Regions from separate parts of the Zea mays genome. Here region 2 is linked to region 1. Evidence: chromatin contacts called from public Hi-C data. All regions are on one chromosome and are shown on one strand. Each heading gives the region's core, a stretch centred on a gene start, on an enhancer-like site or on the middle of the called end of the contact. The rest is flanking DNA. Distances are from core to core; before and after follow the strand shown.

What was found. Hi-C and Micro-C count contacts between places; a contact is called where the count stands out from the background.
Region 2: a Hi-C map of leaf shows a contact between it and region 1, with 8 times the contacts expected there. The contact joins the promoter of LOC100383420 here to the promoter of LOC100284928 in region 1. A contact is called at or near these places in 7 of 25 Hi-C or Micro-C datasets (ear, endosperm, leaf and 2 more).

What each region holds. Positions count from the first base shown.
Region 1 is chr6:52,422,960-52,426,584 of Zm-B73-REFERENCE-NAM-5.0, reverse strand. LOC100284928 reads left to right here and starts at 1,624. Exons shown (of 7, transcript NM_001157823.1): 1 at 1,624-1,899; 2 at 1,983-2,134. The coding sequence starts at 1,831.
Region 2 is chr6:52,587,526-52,591,150 of Zm-B73-REFERENCE-NAM-5.0, reverse strand. It overlaps LOC100383420 (Protein MEI2-like 1), which reads right to left and starts at 1,645. Exons shown (of 16, transcript NM_001176072.1): 1 at 1,532-1,645; 2 at 1,338-1,433; 3 at 173-408; 4 at 36-84. The coding sequence starts at 283. LOC103629300 (a long non-coding RNA gene) reads left to right here and starts at 1,225. Exons shown (of 3, transcript XR_004850149.1): 1 at 1,225-1,965; 2 at 3,022-3,422.

The DNA of each region.
Region 1 (3,625 bases), core at 375-2,874:
TTTCTAAATGATTTTGGTGGTTGAATTGCCCAACACAAATAATTGGACTAACTAGTTTGCTCTAGATTATGAGTTCTACAGGTGCCAAAGGTTCAACACAAACCAATAAAAAGTCCAAGAAAGGGTTCAAATAAAAAGAGCAAAAGATAACCGAAGGCTGCCCTGATCTGGCGCACCGGACTGTCTGGTGTGCCACCGGATAGTGTCCGGTGCACCAGGGAGAATCGCTCTGAACTTGCCACCTTCGGGTTTCTGGAATCGCCCTCCGCTATAATTCACCGGACTGTCCGGTGTGCCAGCGGAGCAACGGCTATCAGCGCCAACGGTCGACTGCAAAAGTGAACAGTGAACAGTGTCGACTGCGCGCGCAGAGTCAGAGCAGGCGCCAGATGGCGCACCGGACAGTGAATAGGACCTGTCCGGTGCACCACCGGACTGTCCGGTGGCCCACATGTCAGAAGCTCCAACGGTCGAACCCTAACGGTTGGGTGACGTGGCTGGCGCACCGGACTGTCCGGTGCGCCCGTCGACAGCAGAGTTCCCCAACGGCCATTTTGGTGGTTGGGGCTATAAATACTCCCCAACCACCACTCTTCAAGGCACCCAAGCATTCACTACTCCTCATTCAATACAAGAGCAATACACGACACTCCAAGACACAAATCAAAGCCACCGATCGAATCAAAGTACACAATTCAACTCTAGTTTTTAGGACTTTTGAGAAGATCGACTTGTGTTCTTCTGTTGTTCTTGTTGCTTGGTTGACTTTCTTCTTTCTCTCATTCTTACTCTCAAAGCCTTGTAAGCAAAGCAAGAGACACCAATTGTGTGGTGGTCCTTGCGAGGTCTAAGTGACCCGAGAAACCAAGGAAGGAAGCTCACTCGGTCTAAGTGACCGTTTGAGAGAGAGAAAGGGTTGAAAGAGACCCGGTCTTTGTGACCACCTCAACGGGGAGTAGGTTTGCAAAAACCGAACCTCGGTAGAACAAATCACCGTGTCATCCGCCTTATTTGCTTGTGATTTGTTTTTCGCCCTCTCTTTCGGACTCGATTATATTTCTAACGCTAACCCCGGTTTGTAGTTGTGCTTAAAATTTATAAATTTCAGATTTGCCTATTCACCCCCCCTCTATGCGACTTTCAATATTTTTGCTTACTCTCACGTGTATCACTAAGGTTTGGTTTATATGTACATATAATTTCAATGCATAATAGTACTAGATGATCAAATTGTCTAATTAGATTCCTATTATCATGTGAAAACACCACTAAGGTACAATATTTGATTCATTGTTAATTTTGGTTAAGAAAAATGAACTCTACTAGGGGCAAGGAAGGAACTAAGACATCCTTTAAAATAGAATATTTTTAAAATAATTATATAGGAATTTCATGAGAATTAATTTATTTTTAAATGAAAAACATAGAAACCAGAAAAAAAATTCCGCATTAAAAAAATATAAAGAGATGAGTCGAAAGAGTAGAGACCACTGTATATTCGACCCAGGCGCTGCTACTTGGGCCATTGGGCTTGGGCCACTTGGGTTTGGGTTTCGGCTTGGGTGGGGTCGTGCGGTCGGAGTCCGTGACTCCATTTGTGTGTGGCCTGGCCGAGTCAAGACGAGGAGACTTTTTAACTTTCACGGAAATTTCCCCTCTCTTGGTCTCTTCTCTTGCGCGTTCCTCTTCTTCCTAGTCCTAGGCTACTTTCTTCGATCCCAACTCCGAGTCGCCTGTCATCTCTCTCTACCAGATTAGATTGGGGATCTCATCTCATCCGAATCCTTCATAGTATTACACAACCAGCAAGGCCGCCCGCTTGCCGGCAACATGAAGAAGATCTTCGGCGCCAAGAAGAACAAGGATCCGCCGCCCACAATCCAGGACGCAACCGACAGAGTACGTATCATCAACCAAGTTCCTTCCTTCTTTCATTACATATCAATCCTTGCAGATTCAATCAAATCGATTCCTCCCTGCAGATCACCAAGCGCGGCGACACCGTCGATGAAAAGATCAAGAAGCTCGACGCCGAGCTCGCGCGCTACAAGGAGCAGATCAAGAAGACGCGCCCAGGCCCCGCTCAGGAGGCCGTCAAGGCACGAGCCATGAGGGTCCTCAAGCAGCGCAGGATGTGAGCCACCACCGTCCCTTCCTGCTCTCTGCACCCCCACCCCCCTAGCCCTTGCTCTCTTCATTCACATACATGCAGTACATCTCTCCTCGACTAGTACATTACCAATTTATTACTTTACTTTTTGATTACACTCCTGCTTCAGATAATTACAAAGATGTCTACTTTACCATGTCCATACATGAGAGCCAGCCTACCTTCAATGCTTATTTGCATGATTGCATCTACTCATCTTTAGCTAACTGCTTGGGATTGTGCTGAATCAATCAATGCATTCCATAAACATACAACTGTTGTCTTACTTGATACAGACATTTTAACTATCCTATTCCTATTTGGCTATTTCTGTATATAATAATATATACTGTCAACACCAGTATAGATAAATATGTATAAATTGATTTTCTGATGTGTGTCCATGTCAATTTTGCAAACAACATGTCGATTGCATCATGACTCGAGGGAGTTGAGTATAGTAATAGTTTCTCCAAGACCTAGGCAAGGGGAAAATGAGATTGCTTTTATTACCACTTCCTTAGTACATTCTTTTAGTTTTCCAGAAAAAAAAAGAAATTTTAGGGGCCGTTTGGAAGAGCTCCAGCTTCAGTTTCTCCGAAGAGAATCACTTCTAGTCAGCCAAACACTCAAAATACCAACTGATTTAGGTGGGGATTGGGAGAGAATCACTTCTCCATTTACACTAGAAGCTGGGAGCTAAAAAACCTAATTCACTCTGGTCCTTATTATATTCAGGTGGGGATCAGGGTGGGGGGGGGGGGAATCACTTTTTGTCAGCTCACAGCCCTGCTCCCTCCTAGGAATCCACTAGAATCACTCTATCAGAGAAACAAGAAACAAAGTTGAAGAATCAGGGAGTGGAGCTGTTATGGTCGCTAGATCGGTGATGGATTGAAGAGGGGTATCGATGGACAGGAACGTCGGCCGGGGGCCTCTGCCCACTGTCGAGCAAGAGGAGGGTTTCTCCCTTCTAATTCTTGCCTACTTTATTTCTCATCTATTGATTACATAAATAGGCTGGCTGGTCGTCCCTGTCTAGCTAGAGATCTTTATCTCCTTAAAACTCTCCTAAAAACTCGTAACAAACTAATCGATGACCTTCTAATCTCCTAAATAATCCCAACTAATCTTCTAATCTTATATCTAACTATACCCATGGGTGTTGCTGTCGCAGCCCCTCCGTGGGCCTCCTTAGGTCCTGACACTACACCCCTCCTGGACAAGCAGCTCGTCCTCGAGCTGCAGCATGACGGGTGCTCAAAGACCGAGTCTACTTGACCCAAAACCAGATACTTAGAAGGCAAGCCTTTTACATCTTGGCTTATCTTATTATTCCGAATCTGAATTTTTTGACCCCATAAGATAAGGCGGACACCCTCCGCGCATTGGACTTGCACGTGTGCAACCACCCGGATCCCAGAGACGCCATCTGTACGAAAGGGGAGCTCATGGACGGGCACCTGGAATAGGTCG
Region 2 (3,625 bases), core at 396-2,895, 160 kb before region 1:
TTTTTTTCCCTAAAGAAATGAAGCATGTTGCGCACCTTTGTGATCGACCATTGACTCTGACGATTTCCAGAATCCAACTTGCCTCTGTGTAAGAAAGGCACGACTGATTTTTGCCTGATTAATCTGACAAGAGAAGGGAAAAGAAAAGAAAAGAAGAAACAAGCTTGCTAACCTCAGTGGGGACGAGATCCTGGGAGAAGAATGATGAGGACGACGGCGACTCTGACAGGGGAGCAATCGGGGACAGGTGGCCCCTGTCAACGGCTCCCGACGCTATCACCATCGGTGCAGCGCAGGATTACAGGAAGCCCTTTTGTTTTATTTGGCGGGGCTTGGCAACCCAATCCAACTCAACGCAAGAACTGCAACGGCTGGAGGTTGTGGCCCCTCTCGACCATTAACTGCTTCCTGCTTAAGAAACATCGAAAGGATGCATGAGGAGAAAGTCTCGTTGGTTCATTCACTGCAGGTAGTTATCCGATCGTCATTGACGAATAGACAGCAGGCGACGAAGACAGGTTTTCTTGATCGTGGCCATGGAAAGGATTCACGGTATCTATCTATTTATTTACTTATGCTTTTAAAGAAGGCAAGTAAGTAGTTCATAAATGGTTTCGATCAAGAGAGGCAAGGATGCGGAGCAGGCAAATGGAGACAGGTTAGAGGGAGGAGGAGGAGGAGGAGGAGGAGGAAAGGGGGAAATCGGAACTGACCGAAACAACAAGGGAAATCCGGTTCTTGAATGCTTTGCTTGCTATTGGCTTATGAGGTATGGTGGACCGGTAGCCCCCCAAGATTAATCAGCGGGCGGCTGTGCCTGCAGTATGGCAGAGCGATTTGTAAGCAGTGGTAATGGCAGAGCGAGGCAGGCTGGGTCCTCTATCTAGCGCTTGCTTGGTGATCGTGTCGCAGCGGCAAGCACGCCCTGCCCCTGCCCTCTCGGAGAAGAGAAGTAGAGAAGAGACGGGAGGGAAAGAAGGGGATTAGAAGTGGAGAAGGCATTATTGCTTGAGACGGCAAGTGGAGGGGATGGATTGGAGGGGCTCCATTGGAGTGGAGTGCGGTGTTGGAGAAGCGAGAGAGGATGCGGAGGCGAGGGAATGCTGGAAGATGGAAATGGAAACGGGAGTGCGCGGAAGGATAAGCTAGGCAGCACGCGTACGCGATTCCAATTCCGACCACGTTTCCGGTCCAAATCACCTTCCGCCGCCTTCAGCTTCGCTTGGGGGGGATGGGGTTGGGGAAGCAACAGATGGCGCAGATGGCTTGCCGCCGCACGCAACGCCAGCCAACACGCCCGCCGTTACGCATACAGCAAGTTAAGTGGAGTTGCTTACTGGACTTTGGATTCACGGATCGGAGGAGGAGGAGGAGGAGGAATAGATCGACGTCGACGACGTACTCCTTCCTTGCTTCCTCTGGACTATCTGAGACTGATGAGAGTTTTTTTAGAGAAAGAGAGCAAGCAGGGGAAGAACAGACAGTCACAGGCAGATGCATGTAAAAAGAGTTGAGTATGCCATTGCCGCACCTCTTTCTCTCTCTCTAGGTCGCATGTACTGCTGCTGTACGATGCGATGCTTCCTCGGCGGGGGCGACGGGCGAGGGCGGGTCGCCGGCCGGAGCCCGAGGAGACGAGGCAGCAGATGCTTGTCTTGTTGTTTCTTTTTCGTTTCCAACTACACAACTCGATTCCGACTCTGATTGATTTGACTGATGAGAGAGAGAGGTAGTACTGTGCTACTAGCAGTGGCAGGAAGTACTAGACAAGAGAGAGAAATGGCTGGTTCAGGCAGCTGCTGCCTCCCTCTCCTCTCCTCCCGTTGTTTTTGTGCTGTTTTGGTTGGGTGGGGAACAATAATGATGGCGGGATGGGTGCAGACGAGAGAGAGAGAGAATGCAGTCCATCACAGGAACAGAGGATGATGATGATAACAACAATGAAGATGAACCAACGTGGTCGAAGTAAGTACATTTATTTATTTTACAAATGATATGAGAATAATGCTCTCGCCTTCCTCTAATCTCCTTGGACTGGAGGTCCTTGTGTTCCTGTTCCTGCCGCGAGGAACACGAGGAAAGGAGAGGGGAGCCACAACAAGAAACGCCTCCGTCTCTGTCTTCGATGGAATTGGAACGCCACAGAAAAAAAAATCGCTAAAACAAAGCAAGCAATCGTGTTGCTGCTGTCGCTGTCCCGCGGTTGCAACTAACCCCTGGACGGAACATTTTCATCCCTGAACAATTGGATTGGTTTTTCAAATATAAAAACAGCATTATCTAACTCTAAGCTTCTAGATCATAAATACAATTAGGTCCCGTTTGTTTCCTTTCATTTCGAAGAATTTGAATCTTACTAATGAAATAAACTATTTTTTTAGAATATGACATTCCACCACTTTCCAAAGTTATCATATAAGCTTAACTCAAATTCATGGGGTGAGAGATGGAAATCGATTCTATAGATTTACATGCTATTTTTTCGATGTACAACTTATAGCACATTCTTCTACTTGCACCTCTATAACATAAATGTAGTATATAATCATCTCTCTCATATGATTTAAGATAATATATAAATATATTACATATATAAATATATAAACTTAATTAGATTTGTCTAAATTATAATTATTAAAATGAAATTCAATTCCAACGAAACAAACGAGCCCTTAAGAAAATATATATGGAGAATCGTGTAAAGACGAATTCTTCGTGAAAAGTCTATCTCTTATTTTTTTCAATTAACTTATAGGAATCTCATATTAAATGAGAATGTACATACTCTAATGTTGTGTTTAGTCTCACGGAGATTGAGAATTCTGTGATTATGATACTCCTAACATGTAGTTTGGTCTGGTTTCTTTCTATTTTGACCCTTGTTAGGTTTTTTCACAAATATGTCCTTTCTAGTTTGAATTTAGTAAATGAATCCTCAGGTTGGCGTCGTCGCAATTGGCGTCGACTTTACACGTGTTGGCACCAATTGCTCTGACGTCTAGATCTTGTTGACATGGCCAGGACGCTCCCCGTGGTCGGTGACGTGGCGGGTCGGTGCCAGAGATCTTGGCGTCGACGTGGCGGGGGCCGGTGCCAAGATTCGTGGCGACAACCCCTTAATACATGTCCATCGGGTTTCTCTTTTCTCGCTCACGCTTATTCGTCGCTTCCTCTCACCCTCCACCTCCAACCATCGTCGCGCCGCCGCATCGCCCCACACCGTTGCCCTGGCCCACACCCGCGCACAAAGGCGTCGGCGCGTGGCCCCACGTCGGCAAGCCGTCGAGCCCGACGCCTGCGCGACACCATGCTGACACACCACCGCTCTGCCATCTTGCCTCCCTCAGCTCCCCACGCCCGCACCATCGCCGCTGACCTCTGCCTCGACTTCACCGCCGGCTGTCGAGCTCGCATTGCACGAGGTAATTTAGTTACAAAATTAGCAAAATTTTCTAGTTCGGAAAATTAGTATCTAGCCAATAAATTTTGTAGTTTGTTATTAATTTAGTTTAATTATAAATGTAGCTAAATATTTAGTTGTTGATTTTGTTAATGTTAAGGGATGATCGTCAATGTGATGAAAGTGATGCTTTGAATTCGATGAATGTGTTTCATGTGATCATTA